4 separate regions of the Mus musculus genome follow, and all the other regions are linked to region 3. A link is a contact called in public ChIA-PET, HiChIP or PLAC-seq and promoter capture Hi-C data. All regions are on one chromosome and are shown on one strand. Each heading gives the region's core, a stretch centred on a gene start, on an enhancer-like site or on the middle of the called end of the contact. The rest is flanking DNA. Distances are from core to core; before and after follow the strand shown.

Region 1 (7,150 bases), core at 3,912-6,411, 670 kb after region 3:
AAACAAGTCCATATTTGGTGGAGATGTGCCCCTGCCACCCTGATTGGCTGAAGCTGTGTGCCTGGTGAGGTGACATGGCCTGCTGTGAGTGGATGGGGGCTGAGAGTATATAAGAATGAGAGGCCCGGGGTTCGGGGGAGAAAAAGATGAAGCAAGAGAGATGAAGACTGAAGCTTGCTGAATAAACTGCTGTTAGAAGAACTGGTGGTCGTGTCGTTCTTGCTTGTTGAGAGCAGACGTGACAAAATTTGTCCTTTTAGATTTATTTTTTATATTTATGAATGTTTTACCTGCTTAGATGTCTGTGTATCACATGCATGCCTGGCACCCTTGGAAAAGAGGATTTAGGGTCCCCTGGAACTAAAGTTATAGATGATTGTGAGCTACCATGTGGGTCCTGGGAACTGAACCTTGGTACTCAACAAGAACAAATACTCTCAATTGCTGAGTCATCTCTCCAGGCCTTTATTTTCGTGTGTGTGTGTGTGTGTCCGAGGAGGCCAGAAATGGGAGTGGATCTCCTATCGCTGAAGTTGCAGGTAATTGTAAGCTACCTGGCATAGGTTCTGGGAACTGATTCAGGATCTCTGAAAGATCAACAAATATTCTTAACCACTGGACCACCTCTCTGGCACCCTGAAATATCTTTTTATGCTCCAAAGCCATTGCTGGTATTAAACCAAAATGATAGAACAGACAACCAAAAAGAAATTCCCACTCTCAAAGATGTGGTATTAATCGCTGTTGCATCTCTGGAACAGAACCATTAAGGAAGAAGGCGTTTATTTTGGCCCACAGTTGTAGAGGTGAGGAAGGTATGGAAGAAGGCCCCTGTGGTGGTAGGAACATGTGACAAAGACTTCTCATATGTTGGTAAATCAAGAAGCAGAGAACACAGACCAAAACAGCCTTCTAGGCCTGCCCCTAGTGCTCTACTTCTTTGAAGACCTCAAGTCCCAAAGGTTCTACAGTCTCTGAAAACAGCACCATTGTCTGGGGACGAAACATCAAACATGTTGTACAGTACTATCCTCCAAGTGGAACAGCTACTATCTTACAATACCAGTTGTGTCCAAGTGGGGAAAAAAGAAAAGAAAGAGAAAGAAAAGACATGGAGGAATTCTCTGGAGAGAACCATCTTACCATCTCTTCCAACAAACCAGTAAACAACACCCTGCCATGGCCTCTGCATCAGCTCCTGCCTCAAGGTTTCTGCCCTGCTGGAGTTCCTGCCCTCACCGCCTTTGATGAACTGTTATATGGAACTGTGAGTGAAATAAACCCTTCCTTTCCCAATTTGGTTTTGGTCATGGTGCTTCACTGAAGAAACAGTAGCCCCAAGACAATAAGTTTCCTGAAGGAAAATCTGGTTGAGAACGTGTGGCGATAGCTCTGGGAGAGACACCATAATTTAAATGAGATTAACAGGATGTTCTCACTGCAAAGGTGAAATCTGAAGAAACAGATCTGAAGAGAACCAAAGGATAGATTGCAAAAGAACAGTCTAGAGTGCAAGATGCCAAACGGGAGTATGCTTGCTCATAGCACAGGGAAAAAATACCAACAAGAAAGCTAGAAAGGCCTGGGCAGAATGAAGGCAGGGGAGAAAGAGCCACAGATGCAAGCATAGGGAGTGATAGGGGAGGGGCCCTACAGAGCCTTAAACATCTGTTTTAGGCTTTATTTACTCGCTACTTACATACTTTTGTATGACCGATTTGACTATATGTATGTATGTGCATGATGTGTGTTCTTGTTGGATCCCCTGAATGTGGGGTTACAGATGGCTATGAAGCACCGTGTGGACGTGAGGAATTGAACCTAGGTCTTCTGCAAGATAGCTCTTTTTTTTTTTTTTTTCTTTTTAGGTTTCTCTAGACAGTGTTTCTCTGTCCAACAGCCTGGCTGTCCTGAAGCTTGCTTTGTAGACCAGGCTAGCCTCAAACACACAGTGATCCACCTGCTTCTGCCTCCGGAATGCTGATCTCTCTCTGGCTTCCCCCCCCCCCCCCAGAGTCTGTTTTTCACTGGGAGAAAGTGACTTTTGCTCTAAATGAAATGGAAAATTCTGAGCACAGGAATAACATAATCTAGCATTAAAAGATACAGCAGCTTTTATTGAGCTATAATTCACATGCCATAACATTTACTCTCTTATGGTAGGCATACAATCCAGTGATTTTTTTTTAACTCTGCTTATGTAGTCTTACAACTGTCACCACTACCTAATTTTAGAATGTCTTCACTATACCAAAAGAAGTCACTATACTCTTTAGAAGTCACTCTTTTGCTCAGTCCTTTATAACTGCAAATTTAATGTCTGTTTCTGTCCATTTGCCAAGTCTAAATATTTCATAGAAATGTAATTATGCAATGTATGTTTTTTCATGTTGGGCTTCTCATAGCGCATAAAGTTTTCATACATATTGTAGCATGTACCAGTCCTCCCTCCTTTTTTTTAATTTGACAAACCCTACTAGAAGAAAAAAACGTTGCAAATAAGCATCACATATTAGAATCAACCAGACCCAGAGCCCAATACCTCAATGACTTCCCTACGGTTAGAGACACCTTCCTGTGGCTGGGGAGCTTCGCATGGAGTTGACACTTGCACTATCGAATGTATGTTTCTGCTGCCATCGTCTGCCAAAGATGAAAAAAAAATCCACTGCAGAATTAGAACTAGGAAAACAACTAGCTTTGTGTCCTCTGGAGTAACTCATGATCACTGAGTCCTTCCTTATCCCCTGATCCTTAGTGTCTTTATTCTCTTGTCTATATATTTATACTGTATCCCTACATACAGTTTTTACATATAAGATAAATTGTTGGCTAGATTCTGCACATGAGGGAAAACATATTCCTTTCTGAGATTGCGTGACATTGCTTAATATTATACACTCTAAATCTATCCATTTCCTGCAAATTTTGTAATTGCATTCTTCTTTAGAGCTGAATAAGATTCCATTTTATGTATATAGAAATTTTTCATTATTCATTCATCTGTTGACCCTCAAGGTTGGTTCTGGCATTTTTTTCTCTAGTAAATAGAGCACAACTTTATCTTTTATTGTCAAATCATTCTCTGTTTTATGCACACACATTTGTTCCCATTTAGTTCATTCATTCATCAGTTGATAGTCATTGAGGCTATTCCCATGTGGTGGCTATGAATAATGGTGATCAACTTATACCATTCTTATAAACAAGTTTTTGCATGATCATCTGTTTTCATTTCTCTAGGATATATATCTGCAGGGATTCAGTTATTAGATTGCATGGTAACTTTATATTTAACCCTTTGAGGAGCTGCCAGAGAATTTACATAGTAACTGCACCATTTTAGAATCTCATCAGGCATTGTAGGAATGTTGTATTTTCTAAGAACCTGGAATATCTAAATAAATGTGTTAAAAGAGACAAAAGTGCCTTGGTATCACTAAAATGTAATGTTTTGGTATTTTTCTTCTAAATTATTTTTAGATTTATTTATTTTATGTGTATAAGTACACTGTAACTGTACAGATGGTTGTGAGCCTTCATGTGGTTGTTGGGAATTGAATCTTAGGACCTCTGCTCACTCCAGTCAACCCTGCTTGGTCAGTCCCTGCTCTCTCCAGCCCAAAGATTTATTTATTATTATACATAAGTACACTGTGGCTGTCTTCAGACACACCAGAAGAGGGCGTCAGATCTCATTAGAGGTGGTTGTGAGTCACCATGTGGTTGCTGGGATTTGAACTCAGGACCCACTGAGCCATCTCGGCAGCCCTCTAAATTTTTATTCTTATTTTATGAGCATTGGTGTTTTGCCTGCTTGTATGTCTGTGTGAGGCTGTGTGATCCTCTGGAACTGGTGTGAGCTGCCGTGTAGTTGCTGAGAACTAACCCAGTTCCTCTAGAAGAGCAGCCAGTGCTCTTAATCGTTTGAGCCATCTCTCTTTTTTTTCTTCCACCATAAAATAGCTTAGTCAATAGAAAATCTTCATGGAACTAGCCTTCCAGTATTGGTCAGTGATTGCTGAGCCTTGCACCAGACAGGGGTCCAGTAATTCCTTTTACTCTTTTCTAAATTTCTGCCACTTTTTGCAGATTTTTTTTTGCACTTTTCATAATGAAATGTAAAGTAGAAATTGAAGATGTGGAGTAAATGTAAGCATAGTCTTGTGAAATTTTTGTCTTAGCTATACATCTGAATATGCAAATACATGGTATGTGTTTGATGTAAAATATTTTTGTACACTATGGGTCAGGAACATAAAGTTTGAGGGTTGGAGAGATGATGTGGCTAAGAGAGCACACTACTTGTTATTTTTGAGAAAGGGTCTCTCTACATAGCCCCAGCTATCCTGAAATTCACTAAGTAGACTGGACTGGCCAGGTACACAACAGAAATCCTCCTGTCTCTGCCTTCCCAGTGCTGGGATGATAGATGTGCACCACAACTCCTGGCAAAGAGTCCACTTCCCTCAAGGAGGACCTGAGCTGTTCCCAGCCTGTAATTCCAGCATCAGGGGGAACTACCACCATCTTCTGACCTTCATGGGCACAGCCTTTACATATACAAACCTATGGTTAGAGGCACACATTTAAAAAATAAAATCTCAGTCGGGCATGGTGGTGCACACCTTTAATCCCAGAATTGGGAAGCAGCGGCAGGTGTATCTCTAAATTCGAGGCCAGCCTGGTCTACAGAGTGAGTTGTAGGACAGCTAGGCCTACACGGAAAACCCTGGGGTGGGGCGGGGAGACTATAAAAAAGTTTGGACGTTGCTAATGCACCAGGACACATTATGATGCTCTACACTGAAAAAGAAGTGGGCATTTTGATTCTTGACTTCAAAGTAGGCAGGAGTGTATCAAAATTGAGGTTCAGGAAATGATCTAAGGAAGGTGGTAGAGAAGCACGGTGCACGTGATTTTCCTCGACGCTGAGATCAGTACCTGGCCTGGGACACTTGAAGAATTGAAGATGTGCATGGAGCGGAATAGGGAAGTCCACTAGCCCAAGGCAGGGGAGAGGTTTTTAAGAACCTGCCTCCGCGGCCAGCAAGCGGCTACCCAGGTTTACCCAGCGACGCCGGTGGCTGTGAGGAGGCGGGGCCAGAAGCGGAGCACGCGCAGTAGAAGGTTCCCGCATCAGCGCCGAAGCTGCGCCTTCAGCACTCGCAGTCACCTGTCACCAAAGACTGTCCCCGCCCCCTCCGCTGCCTGCCTGCGCGCGCAGAGCACCGGAGGGCGCCGGCGGGAAGGGACGCGGCGGGTAAGCGAGGCCTGCGTGCGGTCTGTGTTTCTCACAGGGTTGGGAACTTCCTCATGTCCAGCTCTCCAGACCGGGAAGAGCGAGTGATTGGAGCTTTGGAACGCACCGTTCCTCCGCTTTCGTCCTGTCGCCTCCGGAGGCGCTCTGACCGTCCGTGTGTTTTTAGCGTCCCGGAGCTTCCCAGTCTCACGGCGCCTTGGCCTCTGCTCTCCCAGCACCCACTGGGGAAACCGAAGGCCGGACCCTGTCCCTGACTTCTGCCGGCTCCAGTCTGAAATTCCTTACCGGCTCCAGTCTGAAATTCCTTACCGGCTCGCGCTGTCAGTAGCACAGAGTTGGTTTTCTTCCTCTAGTGTCTACCAGTTTAGGCAGAGTTCTAGTTACAGCCTCCAACTCAAGCACAAAGAGTCTCAGTTGTTTTGATGCTCAGCTGGAGCTCTGGCCCTCTAACTGAATTAACTTTCAGATGCTCTTCAGCGGGAAATCCAGGCCATCAAAGCATAGGTCCTCTTTAGTCCCTCCGATTATCTCCATCGTTAGCCAGTAAACTGTATGGAAGCATAGTTCTTAGCTCCCTATGCACTAATCCCAGGTCTTCACTTTTCATGTTTGTACGAACAAGCATTTCCCAAGCCACAGTTTAGGATGAGGTGCTCCACTGGCAGTGGAATGCCATCAACATTTACTGAGAAGGATGACAACAAACATTCTGGCTCTCTACTGTCAAAGTGAATATTAAGTGAATTGTTTGTTGTAACAGGAGGCATTTGACTTGTGGCTGTGCTTTAATACCTTGAGTAAGAGAGAAATGGAGGTAGCCTAGAATCACACCGCGAGGGTTCAGAATCTGCTGCCAGGGAGAATACAGAGCAGCAACAAGTCTGACAGCCACGCCATGTATAATAACATCTATAGGTCGAATTTCCACATAGAGGGAAATAGATTGTATTTATGTGCCACTTGTTTGTAAGATGCATTGTGTGCATGCTGAAGTAAATTTTAGCGGCTTCCTTTAAAACTCCCAAAATTAGTGTCTATATAGTCATGATTATCAGATTATTATTATGACAAGGTCTTACTATGCAGTCTTGGCTGGCTTGGAGCTAAGAGATCTGCCTGCCTCTGCACCACCACACCCACCTTCAGATCATTTTTACTGATAATTTTGACTGAATGCTATATACTGAATTTTTTAAAAATATCAGCTTACAACAGTTCTGTCATTTTGATTACTGGTTTTCTTTGGTGCCTGAATTACAAAACCTTAATCATTTTACATTTCCTCTGCTTCATCGTCGATCTTATATTGCAAGGACTTGTGGTTTCTTCAGTAACTTGAATTTATCCCTTTGATTCTCATAGCAAGTTGCCATGTTTCTTAGCTTCAACTTTTTTTTGGGAAATAAGAAATAATGAAAGTGTTGGATTTTTGTTATCTTCTATTTCATGCCTACTTGAAGAACCCAAGCGTTCTGAAATGACTGTTGACATGTTTGTTTTTGTTAAACCTGCAAAGACTCAGATCCCAGTTTCTGTAGCTGGGTTCCATTCTCTACAACCTAGTCTGATAACTTCTGTGGAATAGAATATGGCAGGAGCAACCCCAGGCATAGATGAAATAAACCCAAGACTGTTGGTATACTAATGCTGGGGAAACTTTAGTAGTTTCCTTCTCTGTGGCTTTAGAGATTATATTTTCTTCTCATAAAAATTATAATTGAGAGTGAGGCATGGTTGTTTAATCTCAACACTCAGAAGGCAGAGGCAGATAGATCTTCTTGAATTTGAGGGCAACTTGGTCTACATGGTGAGTTCCAGTCTGGCTAAGGCTGTATAGTGGTACCATGTCTTAAAAAAACAAAAGCAAACAAACAAGCCAAAAACTAC
Region 2 (7,141 bases), core at 3,353-5,852, 850 kb after region 3:
TATTATTATTATTATTATTATTATTATTTTTATTTTTATTTTTATTTTTATTTTTTTAAAGATTTATTTATTATTATATGTAAGTACACTATAGCTGTCTTCAGACACACCAGAAGAGGGAGTCAGATCTTGTTAGGGATGGTTGTGAGCCACCATGTGGTTGCTGGAATTTGAACTCTGGACCTTCAGAAGAGCAGTCGGGTGCTCTTACCCACTGAGCCATCTCACCAGCCCCAGTTTATTATTTTTAATATTTATTTTGAGATAGGGCCTCACTTGTGCTCGCCTGCCTACCTCCAGTCTATTATGGCATGCAAATGGAGATCAGAGGACAGTGTAAGGTAATGAGTTCTCTCAATTCACCTGTAGGTTCTGGGAATTAGACTGAGCAAGTGCCTTTACAGCTGAGTTTTCTTGCTGACTAGAATGGTAATTTTCTTTTTTTTTTTTCTTTCCTTTTTAATTTTTTAAAAAGTTATTTTATGCATATGAATGTTTTCTTTGCATATATAACGTGTTTCCATATATATATACATACATACGTATATATGGTCCCATGTGGATATAGCTTATTCTATAGCTTCTGTCTACCTAGCTCGTGGAAGGCTCGTTCAATCTGTAGTATCAAAATAAAAATTAGGGGGCTGGAGAAATGGCTTAGGAGTTAAGAACACTGACTGATCTTCTATCCTGAGTTCAATTCCCAGTCAACCACATGGTGGCTCACAACCATCTGTAATTGGATCTGATGCCCTCTTCTGGTGTGTGTCTGAAGAGAGCAGCGGTGTACTAACATATATAAAATGAATAAATCTTTAAAAGGGGGGGAGGGGATCTGAAGTGATGGCTCAATGGTTAAGAGCAGTGATTGCTCTTCCAGAGGTCCTGAGTTCAAATCCCAGCAACCACATGGTGCCTCACAATCATCTGTAATGGGGGGGGGAGGCAATGTCCTCTTCTAGTGTGTCTGAAGATAGCGACAGTGTACTTATATAAATAATAAATAAGTAAACCTTTTTTAAAAAGGGGGAAGGGTTTACAGTATATATGTGTGTGTGTGTGTATACACACATATGTGTATATATATATATATATACATATATATGTATATATATATTTGTATATATATATACACATATATACGTATATATATATATATATATATATATATATATATATATATACTGTTTATATATATAATTAGAAAAAGTGTGGCCGGGCCAGTGGTGGCGTATGCCTTTAATCCCAGCACTTGGGAGGCAGAGACAGGTGGATTTCTGAATTCAAGGCCAGCCTGGTCTACAAAGTGAGTTCCAGGACAGCCAGGACTATACAGAGAAACCCTGTCTCGAAAAATCAAAAAAAAAAAAAAAAAAAAAAAAAAAAGAAAGAAAGAAAGAAAGAAAGAAAAGAAAAGAAAAGAAAAAGTGTGAAATCTGTCATTATAATCCATAGCAGTAATCTCAGCATTTTGGAGGCTAAGTCACAGGGACTGTCCTGAGTTCAAGCCAGCCTAGGCTATATAGTGAGACTCAGACTTGGTTTACAAAACCAAAGGCTAGGCACAATGGCTCAGCAGGTGAAGGAGCTTGAGGCCAAGCCTGATGACCTGAGTTCCATCCCCAGGAACCACAGGGTGGGAGGAGAAAACTGATGTCTGAAAGCTGTCCTCTGGCCCACCTTGCTCTCACAAGAAAGAAATGAATAATGACAACCATTTACCCTCAGGGTGGGAAGGAAAAAGGAGAAAAAGAAACAATAAGGCTCGAGAGAGGTGCAATGGGTACAAGTGCTGGATGAATATGAAGACTTGGCTTTGGATTCCAGCAACATCGGGAGAGAGGGCTGTAGCTGCATAGCTGGCTATAAAACCTCAGGGCTGTGTGGGTCGAGACAGGAGCATCTCCACCAGCTCTGCTTCATGTTCATGCTTCTTTATAGAGACACAACCAACATCTGCCTCTGGTCTCTGCTCAAGTGTACAGGTACATGACTCTGAGAACACACTTGAATATATATACACATGAGCATACACATTTATATCATGCTCATATACACACACACACACACCAAAAAGTAACTGAACAACAACAACAAAAAACTACTGTTGTCAAGAGAATTGATAAATGCATAAAAGGCCAGATGCTCAGGCAGCATGACATAGCATTTCCCCATTTCTATCCTGGTGCAAGAGCCGTGGGAAGTAGTGGGGTTAACTCCTCCACCAACTGGAAATGAATAATGTGAAATAACCTCATGCTGAGAAGGAAAATGAAAGACACTTCTGTAATAAAGGATGATACATACCCAAAACTTCAGATACTCAGCTAGCATGACATAGCTTTTCCCCCATTTTTTTTATCCTATTATGTTACTAATAAGAGTTAAGAGAAGTCTTGAAAATAAAAGTGTCAGAGGTTTGGCATCACGTGCCTTTAATCCCAGCACTTAGGAGGCAGAAACAGTTGATCTATGAGTTTAAGGCCAGCCTGGTCTAAGGAGTGAGGTCCAGGACAGCAAGCACCATACAGAGAAACCCTGTCTCAAAAAACCACACATGCATGCACACACTCACACACAGTCATTGTTCCTTCTATGTGACCTTACAAAAAATATAATCCTACTAAGACTTGTCTTTTCTTGCCTATACAATAGAATAATTCTAACATCTTTCTTCGGGAGTGGGGATGACAATTTGAGGCAGGGTTTATCTGTGTAGCCCTGGCTGTCCTAGAACTCGTTTTGTAGACCAACCTGGTCTCGAACTCAAGAGATTCCACTTGCCTCTGCCTCTCAAGAGCTAGAATTAAAGGCATGCATCAACAAGTCTGGCTAACTCTAGATCTTAACGTACATAACTAGTGTTTGTTAGCATAATACCTAAATTTGATGTGGTGGTAGGTGTTTTGTTCTGTTTTGTTTTTGAGACAAGTATCTCCTTTATTGTCTTGGCGACTCAGCCTCTCGAGTGATAAGATTATAGCCGTGCACCCGTAAACCTGGTCCATAGTACTTAGTTCTTACTGTGTAATAGAGATGTGAACTATCATTTCTGTTGTAACTTTTTCATCTCCCTCACTTAAAGCTCAGAACTGCTTTCAAGGCTATCTATTCAAACCAGGAAAACCAATTCCACTTAATTGCAGAGAGGATAAGCCTGTAGACTCAGATAAGCATTACTTCCTGGAAAGCTGTCCCTGACCTGAGTTTATTGATTAGTCCCTTTAACAGAGTTACCAGCTTTCATTTGTCCCTTGACTTGACCATTATGCCTAAACCTCTACGGCCTAATAAAATCTTCTAACTGTTGTGTTTCCATGTCTGCCCCATCCTTATAGCATGACTTTCTAGAGGGTAAAGTTTGGATTATATCCATCTCTGGGTTCCTAAATCACACAAAGCATGTGATATGAAATGGGAACTCTGAGCTTTGTATCTATCCGGCTTCCCCTCCCCTCCCCCAAGGTCTCTATGTTGTCCTTGCTGTCCTGGAACTTGCTATGTAGACCAGGATGGACTAAAAAACACAGAGGTTCTCTTGCCTCTACCTTCCCAGTGCTGGCCATCAAGCCTGACCCCTCTTTAACTCTCTTGACTTTTTTTTTTTTTTTTTTTTTGGAGGCAGGATTTCTCTGTGTAGCTCTGGCTTTCCTGGAACTCGCATTGAATTGAGACCAGGCTGGCCTCGAACTCAGAGCTCCATTAGTCTCTGCCTCTAGAGTGCTAAGAAGATGTGCCATCACTGCCTGGCTTGGAACAGTGACTTTTAACTCAGGAAATTGACCACAGAGCCCCAGTTTTTAAAACCACAAATCAGTTTAGTGACAGGCTGAGATTCAGAAAGATTTAAGAATAATGCAAGAAATGGGTGTGAAACAGAAAAGCAGTATCCAGTAATCAGAGACCAATGGAGGCTGCCCTCAGTGGTGAGGGTTAATGAGGACCAGACTAGAACAGGAGTTTTGTTTTTGTTCTTAACGATTTATTTCTTTTCATTTTCTGTGCATTGGTGTTTTGCTTGCATGTATGTGTGAGGGTGTTGGATCCTCTAGAACTGGATCTACACAGTTATGAGCTGCCATGTGGGTGCTGGAAATTGAGGCTGGGTCCTCTGGTAGTGCAGCCAGGGCTTATAACGGCTGAGCCAGCTTTTCCAGCCCTAGAATAGGTTTGTGAGGCTGGGGTGCGACTGAGAAATATTTGGGTGCACAGTTTCCCCTGAACGTGGTTTAATTTTAGACGTGGCCTTCCAAGAGCAGTAAAACAGACCCTTCTTCTAGTTTGGGTCTTGATTGCACAGCACACAGTGGTCCTGGGAATAAAGAGAGGCACGGATTACCCGGGTACCCCGATTAAACGAGGAAATGACTCAAAGGGCAGTGCTTTTCTACCTCTGGGAACAGCATCACTGAAAGTGTGAGCGTTTCCCCCTGGAGACCCCCTCCACTCCAGGCCCATCCAGGGAAAGCGCTGAGTCATCCCCCGTAGGCCGGCCAGGGTGGGGCGGGGCTCAGCCAGGTCCCCCTCTTCCCGCACCCCCGGCCCGTGAGAATCTCGCGAGAACTTTGTAGGCTATAAAAGCAGCTCCCCGCGCGCGCTGTCGGGCGACCTCTTCCTGCGTTCTCACGGCTCTTTCTGTTTGTGAGACCTGTGGCTCGACCCTGGTGAGTGTGCGGGTATCGCCGCTGAGAAACGCGGCTCGCGCCCATCACTGGTTCCTTCTCCCTCTGGCCGGTCCCGGCTCGTCCCGGGCGATCACGGGCTGAAGCGGCAGGGCGAGGCCTGGTCCCGCGAGTGCTGGAGCTCTACTCGCATTCTTCACGTGGCGCTTAGTTCCCGGACCTGTTGGAACCCTGAGGCTAACGTTCAGTTTCCTCCTCTCCCGCTCACCGATAGAGGGCGGAGATGGCTTGGTGGGACGAGTTTGTGCTGGAACTTACCGCGCGCACTGGGCTGTGTCGTTGTGTTTTCTGATGTGCTATAGTGGGTGATGGCGTGAGTGGTAGGAACGTAACCTCCAGCGAGCTTGGGGCGTGACCTTCTCCGGCGTTCTAGTCCGATTCCTACGGAGACTTCTCAGCGGCCGGAAGTCGCTTTTCCGGGATTGGTTGAGTTTGGAAATGCTGGGCCACGTTGCAAAGCAAGTTTGATTAAAAGATGGTTTATGTTAGGGGGCACACCAGATAGGTAGTTGCTATGCTGCAGGTGCAGCATGTCCCTGAAAAAAAACAGTTAAAAGTTTTTTAAAGTTTGCGATGAAAGATGCTTTTTTTCTTGGCGTTTCTTTTGGTTATTGGTATTATGAACCAAGAAATTTGGAACTTGGATTCCAACTTGCACTCATACTGAGAGGCGTAAATTTTCTTTTAGATTGTGGGTTTTTTTTTAATGTGTATGTCTACCTGTGTGGTAAACACCCCCCCCCCCCCGAGCTAGTTACAGGTGGTTGTGAACCCATCCTAAGTGGGTGGAGGAATCTGAACCAGGACTTTTCCGGAAAGGAGCAGTGTAGGCTCTTAAATTGTTGCGCCATCGCTGAAGCTCCTAATGTTGTACATCTTAACAATTTATTTGTCTTGGTGTTGACCTGGGTCGATAGTGCAGAAATCGGTTTCTTAGCAGTACATTGACTCTTTTTGTATTTTTCTTAGAGTATCTTGGAAATAGGTTGGCCTCTAATTTGGCTAGCCTTGAACTCCTGAATCTTAAGCTTCTACTTCCCAAGTGTTGAGATTACACATCCCAAGTTTTTTTCTTTTAAACATTTGTGTGTGTGAACCTTGTAGAAGTCGGCTTTCCATCCTTATGGGCATTCTGGAGATGGAACTACGGTCATCAGATAGCAATTACCTTAACCTGCGTAACCTCCCTCATACAGAAATTGAGACAAGTGTTCCCTCGGTTCAGTATCCTCCTCCCTCAGCATGCAGAGTGCTGGGATGATGCTCCACTGTCCCTGGGTTAAACCTAAAGAACGTTTTAAGACACGGTTACTAAATCTAGGTTGGCCTCAAACAAGTTATGCAGAGAAAACTTAAGCTTAAACAGAACACCTAAAGATCTGAAGCAATAAATGCCAGTGTCCTGGCATTGATGTGCTTGGGATTTTTGTGTCTGTTCCATTTCCTTCCCGTTTCTCCCTAATGAATATGCAGAATAAAATGCCATTGCAAAAACTGGCTTAGAAAGGGTGGGAGAGCTGACCTATTTAGACACACTGTGGAGCTGTTAGCAAGTGAAAACAAAGGCTGATTTTTCAGTCTCAATTTTACCCTGGAGTTGGAGCTTTGGGTTGGGACCCTTAACTGTGAGCCTGTGTTCTGATTGAGCTACAGTTAAGTTCCTAGGTAGGTGAAAGCTGTTGCTTATTTAGAAGAATAGGGTTTACTTTTTTTTGTTGTCTTTTCCAGCTGATAGCAAGATGTCTTCAGGAAATGCAAAAATTGGGTATCCTGCTCCCAACTTCAAAGCTACAGCTGTTATGCCAGATGGACAATTCAAAGATATCAGCCTAAGTGAATACAAAGGTAAGATTAAAGAGGCCACTTCACATGTCTTTAGGTTGAAGTGAAGTCAAGGTTAGGACAGTGATAACAAGGGTAGATATCCTAGGTATGAGTCATTTCTAGAGAAAGTATGCTTTATTATACCTTAACATTTATCTGATTACCTTTTTTAGTGGCATTTATTTATTGGGGGAATTCTTTTTTTTTTTTTTTTAAGTTTTATTTATTTATTATATATAAGTACACTGTAGCTGTCTTCAGACACTCCAGAAGAGGGAGTCAGATCTCGTTACGGATGTAGTTGCTTGCTGGGATTTGAACTCTGGACCTTTGGAAGAGCAGTCGGTGCTCTTAAGGGCTGAGCCATCTCTCTAGCCCTTTCCCTTTTCTTTTTTCACTGTAATTAAAAAAGTTTTCTTTAAGATAGGATCTTTATGTAGTTCTGGCTGTCCTGAAGCTCACTATGTAGATCAGGCTGGCCTTGAACTCAAAGACATCCTCCTGCCTCTACCTCCCTAGTGCTAAGATTAAAGCTTGCACAATCTTGTCCCCCTTTGTTTTGGTCAGTTCTTGCTCGCTCTCATCATTTGTTTATTTGAGCTGTCTTACTATCTATTCCCTTGGCTTTCTAAATA
Region 3 (6,734 bases), core at 1,515-4,014:
CAAAGGAGGGAATTGTTCCTTGTTTTGACACTGGCAATGCTGGTTCATGTCAGGGTGGTTTGGAAGAACCGATGGCTAAAAGTGCAGTAGGAAATACAGCCCCAACCCCAACCACAGAACAAGGAGCCCCTCTCAGGACTCAAAGTAGGGGAGGTAGGGCAGGTTTCAATCCAGAGCATATTCCCCAGGAGACAGCTAGAACTCACTGCCCCTAAACCACAACCACTCAGACAGGAGTCAAAAGCAGCTTGGTTCTGAAGATTCAACAGAGGTCCTCTTATACCTTCAAAAGAGCCGGCAGGGACTCTACCTGAGAAGCTGAGGCCTGAGCTTCTAGCCTTCCCTCTATAAACCACTTTCTATTTTATGATCAGAAGTGGTAGACTACCAAGATGGCACAGTGGATAAAGGCACTTACTGCCCAACAATGTAAGCGTGATGACCTAGGTTCAATTCTCAAGACCCACATAAAGGCAAAAGAAGAGACGCCACTTGGAATGGGGTCCCACTCATGTCACATACACAGTAGTAATGATTTTTTTTGAGACAGGGTCTCGTTATGTAGTGCTGGCTACCTTGGAACTCACCCTGTAGACTAGGATGGCCTCAAATTCACAGGGATCCACCTTTCTCTGTCTCCTGAGTGCTGTGGTTAAAGGTGTGCACCTCCACACCTGGCAGAAGTATCATTTTAAAATAGAAGTAGGGGTGAGGGTCTGACCTCTAAGCTCCTTCATCCTCACCCTGTGAATGGACATGATAATAATCCAGCTAATACTCAACATGTCTCAAGTGATTGACACAAGTCTTTAGCCAGCTGCCTGGCTCTCCTTCCACCCACCCCACCCCCAGTATCTGCTCTAGAATCTGGAAGGTTTTCCATTTTGCTGTTCCTTCTAATGCCCAGAGCCCAGTGTTCTAAAAGAGTGTTTTCAAACCCATTACAAATCATTATCTCTTCAGTCACTGGACAGTCCAGCTGTTAGAAAGTCCATGTACGTTGTGGAAGAGTTAAATTTATCTCAAATTTGAGATGTCTGGAAATATGTTAGGAAGGACATATGCACAGACAGACACACACACACTTGCTTGGAGAGTCTGAGAAGGATGCTTAGAGGACAAAGAGGGAGAGCTTTGACCTTAGTAATGAGAAATAAGAAGACTCTCACCTAAACAGGCAAAACCTAACAAAAGCAACTTACCTGGGAAGCCAGGGCTTAGTTGTCTTGTTGGCTCAGGATCTGCATCCATTGAGGGGACAGGGAACAGGGAATAAGCTGTCACCTCCACCCTGGGGCAGAACATCCCACACTGACTAATGATGCTGGATGAACTCAGCGTTCATGAGCCCTGTGGCCCTTTTATATGTTCGTGGCTACCACAGTATGGAACTATGGAATGCGGTCAAATAGGCCAGAGGAAGGTCTGAGTTCTACATGGTTTGCCCTCCTTCCTGGGAGCACCCTAGAGCCTTTATCCAATGTTAATTAACCATCATGGTTGCCATGGGGAGGTGGGTAGTAATTTTGAGAATCTGGATCCCAATCTATGCTTGAGTGACCCTGGACTGGTTGGCTATCAAGGGTTGGGGAATAGACTAGAAAGGGCAGTGAAGACACGAAGTTTGGTGGGCCTGGAAGGTTATAAGTTGAAAGAGATTGCAATATCCAGCCTTTGAAGGGGACTCAAATTTGGAAAGGAAGTAAATACAAATGCTTGGGAAAAAGACGTCCCTTTCCAGTCTTCATCTAGATTTGAAATCTAGCAAAGTCTTGAATACTTCCACTTCCTTCCCTCATATAGTTGAACACATAGGCCAGAAGAGGGAATAAATGTGTTTTAGAGGAGTGATGGGAAACGGAGATGCTCTTTAAGCCCCTTACTCTCCAGACCCTAACAACAATACTGAATGGGATAGGGAAGTTTACTTCACCACACAAAAGAAAACTGCGTCAGAACCTGAACTGAAACCAAGCACCCCGTCTTCCCGTCTCAGGCATCTGCAGCCTGTGGAAGTGAGGCAAGGAGGCTGGTTGGGGTACTACTCTAATTAGTACACAGAGGGGAGAGGGGGAGAGGGGGGAGGGGGGAGGGGGAGAGAAGAGAGAGAGAGAGAGAGAGAGAGAGAGAGAGAGAGAGAGAGAGAGAGAGAGCAGAGAGGAGAGAGAGCAGAGAGGAGAGAGAAAAAGAAATAGATCTTTAAGAACATTTGTTTTAGCTGTTGTTTTAGCTGCTGTAGTGGCACACACCTTTAATACTAGCACTCAGAAGGCAGAGGCAGGTAGATCTCTTTAAGTTTGAGGCCAGCCAGGGTTACATAGTGAGACTATTTAGAAAAACAACAATTTAAAAAATTTAATTACCGGAAGTAATGAACTTCTGTATACGCAGACCTTTATAGAAATTTTACAGTCATGCCCGGTGGTGTGCGTCTGTAATCAGAGAACTCTGGAGACTGAGTCAGAAGAAAAACGAGTTTGAAGTCAAGTCTGGAGTATACAAAAGGCCTTGTCTCAAAAATAAACTTTACTTAACAGAGCTGCCCTCAGGTTTACAAGAACTCCGTTCTGGCTCGCAGAAGTAACTATTTGCACCTGCAGCGTCTTCCACTTTCCGCTTGTAAAAGAAACCCGCAACAACCAGAGGACGCTCTGATATGCCACGCCTGCGCAGTGAACTGGCCTTGCTTCTCGCCACGTGTGGCCCTCGGGGCGCAGGCGTGACTCCTCCCCCTCACGCCTCCTTCTGCTCGGGCCCTCCCCCTGAGTTTAGCTCCGCCTCTTCCGCGTTCTCGACGGAGACCTGCAGGTGGGGGTGCTCGCGGCCGTTCCCGCGGTGGTCAACTAAGGTAAAAGTGAGCCAGCGAGGAGTCCCTCGGCGGGGAAACGGGGCCGGGGTCTGGGGTGCGGCGCTGCAGTCGCCCGGGAGGGGCAGACAGGGCCTTCTGAGCAGCTCGAGGTTAAGACCCGGTTCTTCTGCGGAGGAGCAGCCGAAGGGGACATCCTTTTAGAACTGTCCTCAAAGCTGCTTCCCTGCCCAGACCGCAGCGCATAAGATCCTCTTTCGGACTCTCAGCCCGTGCTTATGGACAGGCTTGGGTTGTGACAGGTCCGGAGCCGGTGGGTACGGGCTGTCGAGGAGGAGCTCAGCCTATAAGGAGTTTGAGCCTCAGACCAAACAAGGATACACTCAAGACTGACAGGGCTCAAGACAGTTCACTGGCATGAGCACATTATAAAATATGTGTACTTCGTTGTGTTAAATTGGCGGTTTCCACTTATTTTGCAATATAGTATACAAATGATTCTGCCACACTTTTTTCAACAGAGAGGTGGGAGTGTGGGTAGGATGCAGTCTCTTTCCTATAGCTGTAGGACTGTGGACCATCAGAAGCTAGGTAAGAGGGTGGGAGTGCTTGACTTTGGGGGTGAGCTATGCTTTCCCCTCTCCTAGGAAGCATCCTAGAACAACTCATTTTTCTCTCTTAGAGCTTTTTAAAACGAATATAATAATGTCACTGTGAGGGTTAAGTATGCTTATATGTAAATTGCCCACATGCAATGGTACTGATACATACGATTGTGATTTCCAGGAAAGAGTGTTTTGATCTGGCATATTTCAGGGAGGCCCTGGGGGGAGAAGCTGATGTAACCTGAGCCTTGGAGCCTCTGGGATTTACACGTGGAATTGACCTTGCAGTATGAGGAGGGAGCTCAAACTTGTTGACCACAGGCCTTGTGCCAAGAACCAGCTGAGTGGTTGATGTATAATGTTTCCCTGGATCCCCAGCCATCAGAGAGCTGCTGCCCACTGTCCCTAGCTTCGGGCCTTCTAAAGGGCCTGGGCTGGAAGTACTGTGAAGAATAGACACGGAGTCAGGATTGTGTATAGAAGTGAACTAGCAAAATAAATAAATAAATAAAATAAAAAACAAAAAACAAACAAACAAACAAACAAAAAAAACAAGCTGGGCGTGGTGGCACATGCCTTTAATCCCAGCATTCAGGAGGCAGAGGCAGGCAGATTTCTGAGTTCGAGGCCAGTCTGGTCTACAGAGTGAGTTCCAGGACAGCCAGGGCTACACAGAGAAACCCTGTCTCGAAAACCAAAAAAAAAGTGAACTAGCCAGGAAGTTTGGAGCCCCTTCGGAGCATCTGTTCCCACCTCAGTGTTCCTCTTTCTATAATCCAGGGTCTTTGGCTTGCATAGGAGTGTCATTTCTCTAGTGCAGATTTGGCAGTCAGAGGGCCTGGCACCAGCCAACCCAACCATGGAGAGAGAAGTTCTGAGAAGAAGCTGGCAAATTGCAGCACATGTTTAGCTAGGTCTCCTGTTGTGTGGTCTGTAGTTATTCAATAATATGGCACCTTCTGCAGCTTCTTCACGGGTGCTCACACCACATCTTTGGTGACGCGTCTCATCCTCCTGCTGGTTAGATGCTCCCAATCCAGTCTCCTGTAGCAGAGACTGAGCTTCCTATAGACGTCTTAGCAAAGTCTGTCTTGGGGTACATCACTCATATGTACCCCGACTACAGTTGGTGGCAAGGAGCCAAGTCTATGTCACACCTGCTCTTCATGGTACAGGACTGGCACATAGTAGGTCTCTGTAATGCTTGTGGTCAAATGAGTCAGTGCCTTTTTTTTTTTTTATCCCTCTTTGGTCTTTGTTTTACAAGCCATCAAGATTAGAAGGAGACCTCATGTTTTCCTTCATGGCTAAGGAGGGCCCTGGTTAGATGGATGTTGCCCTACTTACAGGCACCAGAGGCACAAAGGTGCAGGAATTCTTCATGAACCAAGATTCTTCACTGCTGTTATTGATTTCAGGCCCTGGCCTTGCTGTTGGTGAGTTTAGTTACAAGAGAAGTCGTGCAGTGTTCAGGGACCTGTATAGTCTGTGATATAGTTCAGGTACGAGAAAGCTCACAGGTGGCTGACTAATCAATTGTTCTGCCTTTGGCCTTGGTAAACAGTAGTCTCTTCCATGTGGGACCAGCAGCTACAAATTCACATTTTTCCTTGCCAACAGCCCCAACATATGGAATAGAAAGTTCTTTGTGTGTGTGTGTGTGTGTGTGTGTGTGTGAAGGCAGAAAGCATAGGAACCATCTAGTTACACTACCTTTATCTTGTGGATAGGGAAAGACTCAAGCAAGATTTCACAAGGACTCAGTCAAGGATAGAGAGTTCTGGAAGTGATATGCCCAGACACTTGTTTTTTCTAATTCTACTCTAGTGAATTAGTTAATTTGAGACAGCCCTGAACCTTGTCTCTCTGACTGATCTGGAATTCAGGATGTGCACAGGCTGGTCTTACACTCAGATCCACCTACCTCTGCCTCCCACATGTTGGGGCTAAGGTATGCCACACCACATCTGACCTTATTTGTATTTTTTAATTGTGTACATGTACACATGAATATAGGTTCCCAGGAAGATCATAAGAGGGTGTTAAATTCTCTGAAGCTGAAATTTCAGGTCATTTTGAGCCATTTACCATGAATGTTGGGAACTGAACTCAGGTCCTTTGCAAGAGTAGCACATGCCCTTAACTACTGAGCCATCTTTCTGGTTCTCTACAAAATTTTTAAAAAAGAAAGAAAGAAGAAAGAACTTAAATGAATTGATTTTAATTCTTTGAGATGGACTCTGTGATACCCAGGCTGGCATCAATTGCTAAGTCAAGTTCGTACCCTGCTTATGAGGGCTCCCAAGGAGTTCTACACGGTTGGTGAAGCTAACATTTATGACATACTTACTATGGACTGAGCTATAGTTTTGTTTCTTTTTTTTTAAAGATGTATTTATTTATGTGAGTACATGTTGCTCTCTGCAGACACACCAGAAGAGGGCATCAGATCCCATTACAGATGGTTGTGAGCACCATGTGGTTGCTGGGAATCGAACTCAGGACCTCTGGAAGAGCAGTCAGTGCTCTTAACCTCTGAGCCATCTCTCTGGCCCTGGACTATAGTTTTAAGTACCTTAAACTGTTATGGACTTGGAAACCAATGCAGATAGGAACCCTTTCCACTGTTTTCTGGTCTTATAGTTCTGGACTTAAAGTATAGTTGTCATGGCAGTCACCTACCCAGTGGGGTGGAGAGCTTGTTCCAGGAGCCTTCCTTCTCTGTGAGTGAAAGCCATCCTCATGCTGAAGAGATAGCCCAAGAGGAGTCCAAGATGTGCCAGCAGGATAGACAAAGGAATGTCGCAAGTCCACATGAGTACTAGCAGATCTCAGCTTAGGGATATGAATATGCCTACAAAATTGTTGGGCTGGTGCTTACAAGGCTCTGACCCCCAGCAATACAAAAACTGTCTGCTTATTGTAAAATACACAGCTTTAAGAAAAATGCAGTCCTAGATCTTTCAATAAAGAGTCCCACTGTAAGCTGGAAAGATTCTACTCAGTAACATACAAAGCTCTTGCTGTCAAAGAGCCTCTGGTGTTGAGAAATATGCACCAGTGATAACAACTTGTTTTTTTTTGTTGTTGTTTTTTTTTTGTTGTTTTTTTTTTCTCTCCTATAAGTAATTGTCTCTTGGAAGCCTTCTCCCTCGTGTATAGTTAGGAAGATGGATCAGTACATAAATAACTGAAGTCAGATTGACTTGGGTAAATGAAACCAAGTGGGAGTTAGGCAGGAGAAATCAATGCCTGCATGACCAGATTCCTGAAGGTGGAGACATTAGGCTGGAACATGGCGGGAGTTCTTTCCTGGGAGAAAG
Region 4 (7,087 bases), core at 1,576-4,075, 780 kb before region 3:
AAAATGATTCCCCTTCTCAAGAAGTGTTCAACTGTCAATAGCTCTTCAGTTAGCGGTGAAGGCTCATGAACACCCCCACACACACACACACACACACATACACCTACCTTCTGGCTAGAATCTTGACTGGCTTGATCCTGAGCAGGCAACCACAGCTGTGAGTTGGTCCTTTTCTGACCAGAAGGTAGTCACTCTGGTCTTCCTTAACTGCTCTTACTATCTTTTTCTTCTTTTCTTCTCTTCTGCTTCAAGGCAGGGTTTCACTATGAACCCGTGGCTGGTGGCTGACCTGGCTCTCTATACCAGGCTGTCTTTGAATTCGTGGGTGTCCACCTCCCTCTGCCTCCCAAACACCACCATGTGTCCACCATGGTCTCACTCACATAGCCCAAACTGGCCAAGAATTCTGCTATTTTTGCCCTTATCTTTTGGATTACAACAGCCAGTTTCCACCATCATAGAAAGAAAAACCCAGATACTCCTCAGCCCATTGGGTTCCTACAATGTACCTATGGGCTTCAATGTCAAACTTCTTTCAAATCAGGCTTCTGTCCCTCACTAGAAATTTAATATTGAGTTATTGACACAGCCCTGTCACCCCCTCCCCCCACTGTTTTCTCACCTATAAATTAGGAATAATAAAAGCACCAATGGGGAGAAGTTGGATGAAGGGGGAAAAGTATCACTAAAGCACACTATTATTCAAAGGTGCCCTAATGATATCCAATTGTATGGTATTTAAAAAATAAAAAATAAAAGCATTACGAAACCGGGTGTGGTGGTGCATGCCTTTAATCCCAGCATTCCAGAGGCAGAGACAGGTGGATCCCTAAGTTCGAAGACAGCCTGGTCTACAGAAAGAGTTCCAGGACAGCCAAGGCTACACAGACAAACCCTATCTCAAACAAAACAACAAAAACCAAAAAGAGAAAGAAAAGAGCTAATTTAGAATTTTCTCATTTATACACCTGCTTATTTTTATTTTTGCAGTGCTGAGAATTGAGTCCTTGGCCTTGCACAAGATTGGCAAGCCCTCAAACTCCAGTCCTTAGGGATATTTAAGGAAAATCAAACTGTATAGTGCAAAGAAACAATGTACTAAGATTAAAGAGTGTGTTAAGGAACATGGGGGCTTGGGGATGGGTGGGGGGGTGTTCTGCTTTCATCCTGAAACCAAGCTTAAGGGGCATTTTCATCTCTCTATTGATATCTGTTCTGTCCCCCTATAGAGTCTTTTATCTTTGAGCAATTCCAGTTTTAGAGCGGTCAGGGGCCTGTGCTGATGAGGGTCAGCGAGGAACTGGGTGTTGAGATACGGAAAAAGGAGAAACAGACACTCTGGCTTTGGAGAAGACAGGAGAAAGAATGAAGAAGGGAGGGTTGGTTGGGAATGGGTCGGGAGACACGGTGGTCTTAAGAGGCTAGACAACGGCCAAAGCCGCTGAACGAGCATCTGGGAGGCGGAGATCCGAGTCGGGTTGTTTGTAGGGAGCGGGAATCCCGAGGGGCCAGGGGTGGGGAACGGGCGGAACCCGCCGGGTCCCAACGTGAGCGCTCAGCCCTCTCCTCTGCGCATTCCTGGGCCATCCCAGCGCCGCAACCCGTCCCCGCTCCCTCCGGAGAAATTGCCAAATTAAAATGAATCATTTGGCCCATAATGGCCGAGGCGCTTATCGGGGGCGGGCGGGCCCGAGGCGGCTCCTTATCTCGGCGGCGCACACGGCCGGCGCTAACGAGGCCGCGGGCGGGAGCGGGATTAGAGCGCGCGGCGAGGCGCGGGCGGGGGCTGCCCAACATGGCCACGCACACCCCCAAGGCGCAAAACGTGAGCGTCCCGGCCTTCTTCCCAGGGCCGGGAGACAGTCGCCTCCCGTGGAATTGCCCGTCCGTTTCCTCCGTCTTTCCCCATGCGCACTCCAGCCTCGGCTCCCTCTCCCCCGTCTCTTCCCGGGGGGCACTTTCCACGACGCCCCTCCGCTGCCCCTCCCGCCGGGGAGACTCTCTTCCTTCCTTCCCCTTTTCCCCTTGCGCAATAGACAGAAAAGCGCAAGGCGCTGGCGGCTTCCATTGCTTCTGGGCGGTGTGTGCGGGCGGCCGGGTTGAGAGTGCTTGCGTGAGCGGCAGGCTGCGGTGGCTACTCCCCGCGTGGGCTTTTGGCGATAGGTCGTGTGCGGGAGTGTGAAACCCTGCGCTGTCTGGGTGTGGAGATTCCGACCTCTCTGCGTTTTATTCGTTGTATGTAAATTGCCCTGTTTCTTTTCTCCACAAGGTCGGTCTGGTGTATCGCAGTGTGTGGCCTTGGACAAAGTGTTAGGCTGGTTTCGTTATGTCGGGCGGGTGTGATCCTCACCCTGTGAGGTTGTGTGTCTGTGAGCGTTTGCGTGTGACTGATGTCGCTGTGTCATGTTGGACAGTATGCCGGTCTGCCTACACCGGCTTGTGGGACAGAGCTAGCTCGTGTTCATCTGCTTCCCTCCTCTGGGCCTGGACCATGTGTGGTCCTGTCCAACAAGAGTCCTATGCCTGTGTGCCTGTGTCCTTTAGAGGTGCGTTTGCAAATCGCTGGGGGCGGGAGTGGGGGGAGGGCGAGCGAGAGATCGAGGCGCTGGTGGGGGCGTCAGCATGGGGGCGGGGAGTGGGATTTCACATTTTATTCCAAATTATGATGTATTCGGGAGCCAGTGTTGGCTCGGATGGGCGGACAGAGCCCAGTGGGCGGCAGCTCTGTCCGGAGGCTGTCTGTGCCTTGGTGTTGCGGGGGTCCCCTGGTGTGTGCGGGGGGAATCTTCTAATCTGGAAGATGAGCCGCGCTCGCTGAGGCCAGCGTCTTCCCGCCCGCAGCGCCAGGCCTGGATTCGCGCTGCCCCTGGGTTTCGCCTATTTCTGGTCAGTTTCGCGGGTGCGTCCGCGGTGGTTGGGAGAGGCTGGGAAAGACAATGGGCACATTTTCCAGGTCTGGTGCCAGGGGTGGGGGTCCTCGGGATCGTCCCGGGGGACATTTTCTCAGTCCCTTTCCCATCCCGGTCCAGTCAGACCCCCTAGCAGGTTAGCTGCCCTTGGAGTCCACTTACGTTGGAAGGACCGCTTCAGGGCCACCTTAGCTGGACAAGAAGGATCGCGTTTTCCCCTTTTACTGCGATTGTTAATACCTTCGTCATCATCACCATCACCCTTAATATCCGCTTTTAATTAAAACAATCGAACAAAAAGCTCACCAGTTCTACCCTTTAGCTTCTTTGGAGGGAGAACAAAGCAGTCCTGTCCTGTCTTAGGCCCCTCCCTAGCTGCTTTTTTTTTTTTTCCCCTAACTTGCCAGGTTTGGGGTAGGGAAAGAAAATGAAGAGGTAGTCAGAATAAAGAGTCACTCCATAAAACAAACATTAGCCTCAAGTAACAACGGGAACGAGTGTATTCCCCGCGTCTCCCCTCCTCTTCCCTCCTTCTCTGGATTAGCAAGGAGAAAGAAAACCTCCCGCACTGAATTGAAAGCCAGGGAGGAGGCAGTTCTGAGCTTCCGCCAAAGCCGCAGCGGAGAGAAGGAAGCCTTCGCAATTAACCCAAGACTTCGATGTGCCATTGGGCGGTGGACATCTCAGGCAAAACAATTAAAAAAAAAAAAGGAGGCGAAAAATAAAAGCAAACGAAATCCAGCTACCGCTCTTGGAAGTGGCGTCGGTCTGCTTTGGCCCGTCTTTCCTTTTGCTTTGTTTATCGCTGCGAAACAGTATAAGAGGTGTAAGAGTTAACTCTCATCTACTGCCAGTCAAAACCCCGAAAGTCGAAAATCTTTTGCAAAGGTGGTGGAAGAAATGGTGAAATACCTTCCTTTATATCTCTGCATCCATTAGAAAGAAAACAAGGGACCCAGCTAAAACAGATAGAGCTCTCTCTCTCTCCCTTTCATCCCTGCAAGGGAAATAGGATCTTTGGAAACAGGTTCTGCCTTGTCCTGGGCAGGAACTTGAAAGATGGGGTCATGAGGAGTATGGGACCAGGGCTCCCAGGTTCTGACCCAGCAGCCAGGGCCTGAAAACTCTTGGGTTTTTGTTGTTGTTGTTGTTGTTGTTTTTGTTTTTGTTTTTGTTTTTCCATCCCGTTCTCTCCACCCTCGTCAAATAGAGAATTACATCTTCCTGCTCTGGCTAAGCCTGGGCTAAGGTTGTGGGGGCAACCCGCATAGAGACGTCCATGCTTAGAAAACAAATTCGGCCATACTGAATTAGACAGATCCGTTAGAGGGTTCGAACACGTTCTGGGCAGCCTGCCGGAGAGGCTGTTGTTGTTGGACTAAGTAGTTATTCCTGATTGGTCAGGTGTAAGGTTCTTCTTCTTTTTCTTTTTTTAATTCGGGATGTGTTTGGGGGAGGGTGGGCTCCAAACACCTGCAAGTTGGAGGCGGAAAGCCATTTGCTATTCTTTGGGATGGCGGGGCACACGAGGTAATTCCCAGTCATTGACCCCCCATTTTCTCTCTCGCCCTCCCTCTTTCTCTCCACCCCCATCTTTCCTGGAAACTCGCTTTGGGCGCGGCAGACCGCGCAGGACCTCACGGCAAGCTAAGTAACTGCTGGTCTCTCAGCGAGAGCCGGGAAACCCAGCTTCGGGGTCCTACCTCGACCCCTCTCCAGCGGAGGAGTGGAGGTCCTAACCAGCCGAGTAGGTCTCTCTAAATATGCCCCAGGTTAGTTGCGGCCTGGAGTCTGGGGTGGGGTGGGTGGAGGAAGGGGGGTAATGTCTGTGGAAACAACAGTATTCTGGGTTGTGAACTGGGGGGCGGGGGGGGGGAGACGACTTAGAACTGAGAAGATTGGTGGGGGTGGGGGTGGGGGTGGGAGAACCAACCTAGACTAAGAACCCGGGATCTGACTGCCACTAAGCTGCCTCAGGCCTCCAGCAGGGCTCTTTCCTTTTTCCGGCCTTGGATAAAACAAGCTGGTTGGATTATGTCCTCCAGGCCGCTCCCATGGTCCCGGTTCCGAGCACATTTCACAAGGCCGGTAACTTTATTGTGGCTATATCCGGATGGCGCAGGAGCTCCAGGCACGAATAAAAGCAGCCAAAGCCACCCTACTAAGGCCTAAGGCCTAAGAAGCTGTGCTGGAACGCATTTCCACTCGAGTGGTGGCAGAGATAGTGCATTGCTCACTGGCGGATTAGGTTTTGGTGCAGGCTTTGTGTTTCTCCACTGTGTCTTGCGCATATGAGTGTGGAGGGATGGGAGGCCAGCCAAGTCTAAGGCCAACACTATTTCTTTTAAAAATAAGTGGATTAAAAAAAATCTCCAAGCTATGATTTGGGGCATTAGGAGTTGCTGGAGAAGATGCAGTGCCTCCCAGAAAGGAGCTTTCTGGTTCCCCTTTTCAGGTGTATTGTCACCTGCTGGCTGGGGCAACTGGAAGGTGAAGATGAGGTTGAGGCTGTAACCTGGGTCTCGGGAAGCACAAAGAGCTGGGATGGTCGAGTGCTCCTGTCTAGCCTGAGCCCCCTCCCTTTCCCATTCTCCCTTAATAAAAACAATTGCATAAAAGCTGTTAGTGTTAACCCCTGGGCTGCTGTGCGGGTGGGGGTGGGGTTGTGTGTGATCCTGGTCTTAGGAGGTTTACCTGAGGTCCAGGAGCTGAGCATGGAGAATTCTACTGGAAGCCTTGGATATTTATAGCATCTGGAGGGTCAACTCATCTAGAATATGTGTCCCCTTTGGCCATTGGGAACCTGATTCAGTCATTGCAGCAGAATTGATCAGGGAGTCAGAGGGGAGCTCTGGCTCAGTTACTGTAGTGTATGTTTGTCATTTAGAAGCTGGGACTAAAACAACTGGTCATTGAAAGCACACAGATGGTGTGCCTCAAGGTAGGAGGACAGCGTCTCTGGCTTGTGTATTTCACCAGAAGCTGGTTTATTTCTGATGCACTTCACTAGCAGGGAGGGAAGTCAGGATGGCTACTATACTTCTGGTTCATTTCCGGTGGTTGAGGTATTCTCTGTATATAGACCTTTTGTCTCCACTCTAATTGTGAATTCAATCTCAGTGAAGCATTACAGACCCATATTGGCTTTGCAGCTTGTGTGTAACAAGTGTTGGGAGATTTGTTGTTTCCTGACTGGGCTAATCCCCGAACATCCAGTGTTGCCTGAATTGCAATCCTTGGTTCCCATTTTGTGTCTGGCTGTACACCTGAGTTTTGGAGAAGGATGAAGAAGGTCCAATTTCCTTTTCGTAAGAGGAGGGAATCAGTTTCCCAGATAACTCTGGTCCAGAGCAGTGTAGTGGCCAAAAAGGTCCTCTATGTGTGCTCCATGTCGGTGGTTAGTGTCACATTTTTGTATTGATTTTCTGTTTTAAAACACCCCATTTTGGGCTAGTGAATTGACTCAGTGGGTTAAATTGTTGCTGTTGATCCCGACAGCTTTAGTTTGATCCCCAAGGCCCAGGTGAAAGGAAATCACTACTTCATGAAAATTGTCCTCTAACTTCAACATTTATGACTGTGGCATATGTACCTTTATATACAAATAAATAAATGGTAAAGTAATAAAAATTACAATACAACAAAATAACCCAATTATCTAATCTTGGGAGCAGCAATGTGATTTATAAAGCCTATTAAGGTGGTTATATATGTGTCTATACTGTGTGTATATGCACATAATACACACACACACATATGAGTATATATATGAGATAGGATCATGTGTAGCCCAGGCTAACTTCAAACTCAGGATTCTTTAACCCCCTTCTCAGGGCTGCATTTATAAGCATGTGCCCCCACAACTGATGAGTTCATTGTATTTCTATTTTTAAAATTAAAACAACTCACAAGTATCATCCAACTTTGGAGTCTTATAGATTGTGTGTCTGGCCTGTTGCTGGGTCAGATGCCATCTGAACGAAGCCAGGTGATGCAAGAACTCTCAAACTGATGGGAAATAGAGTGGATATGCTCATCTGGGGAGTATGGTTGGAGCCTAGGAATTTTCTGGGCTCCAGGGTCCATGTGAGACAGTAAAACAGTGAGATCCACGACTGGAGAGATGGCTCACTGGTTAAGAGCACTGACTATTCTTCCAGAGGTCCTGAGTTCAATTC

The links. Promoter capture Hi-C pulls out the DNA fragments that hold promoters and counts their contacts. ChIA-PET counts read pairs in DNA pulled down with a chosen protein or histone mark. HiChIP or PLAC-seq counts read pairs in DNA pulled down with a chosen protein or histone mark.
Region 1: an RNA polymerase II ChIA-PET map of memory CD8 T cells shows a contact between it and region 3, with 12 read pairs. The contact joins the promoter of Ipp here to the promoter of Mknk1 in region 3. A contact is called at or near these places in 1 of 39 promoter capture datasets (erythroid cells) and 1 of 115 datasets of contacts at active chromatin or transcription factors (memory CD8 T cells).
Region 2: a contact with region 3 is called in a promoter capture Hi-C map of liver, with 4 times the contacts expected there. The contact joins the promoter of Prdx1 here to the promoter of Mknk1 in region 3. A contact is called at or near these places in 1 of 39 promoter capture datasets (liver) and 1 of 115 datasets of contacts at active chromatin or transcription factors (memory CD8 T cells).
Region 4: an H3K27ac HiChIP or PLAC-seq map of microglia shows a contact between it and region 3, with 7 times the contacts expected there. The contact joins the promoter of Tal1 here to the promoter of Mknk1 in region 3. A contact is called at or near these places in 7 of 39 promoter capture datasets (the HPC-7 cell line, cranial neural crest, embryonic stem cells and 2 more), 1 of 484 Hi-C or Micro-C datasets (embryonic stem cells), 9 of 115 datasets of contacts at active chromatin or transcription factors (bone marrow-derived macrophages, cardiomyocytes, embryonic stem cells and 4 more) and 2 of 9 other capture datasets (adipose tissue and embryonic stem cells).

The regions. Positions count from the first base shown.
Region 1 is chr4:116,502,388-116,509,537 of GRCm38.p6, forward strand. It overlaps Ipp (IAP promoted placental gene), which reads left to right and starts at 5,162. Exons shown (of 9, transcript NM_008389.3): 1 at 5,162-5,263.
Region 2 is chr4:116,680,997-116,688,137 of GRCm38.p6, forward strand. Prdx1 (peroxiredoxin 1) reads left to right here and starts at 4,603. Exons shown (of 6, transcript NM_011034.4): 1 at 4,603-4,664; 2 at 6,411-6,527. The coding sequence starts at 6,422. AV051173 (expressed sequence AV051173) reads right to left here and starts at 5,026. Exons shown (of 3, transcript NR_040442.1): 1 at 4,941-5,026; 2 at 4,649-4,842; 3 at 3,966-4,312.
Region 3 is chr4:115,836,434-115,843,167 of GRCm38.p6, forward strand. It overlaps Mknk1 (MAP kinase-interacting serine/threonine kinase 1), which reads left to right and starts at 2,765. Exons shown (of 13, transcript NM_021461.5): 1 at 2,765-2,848.
Region 4 is chr4:115,054,986-115,062,072 of GRCm38.p6, forward strand. Tal1 (T cell acute lymphocytic leukemia 1) reads left to right here and starts at 2,826. Exons shown (of 5, transcript NM_001287388.1): 1 at 2,826-2,886; 2 at 4,534-4,681. Gm33786 (a long non-coding RNA gene) reads right to left here and starts at 4,325. Exons shown (of 2, transcript XR_376559.3): 1 at 3,072-4,325; 2 at 2,637-2,924. Gm52674 (a long non-coding RNA gene) reads right to left here and starts at 596. Exons shown (of 3, transcript XR_003955097.1): 1 at 108-596.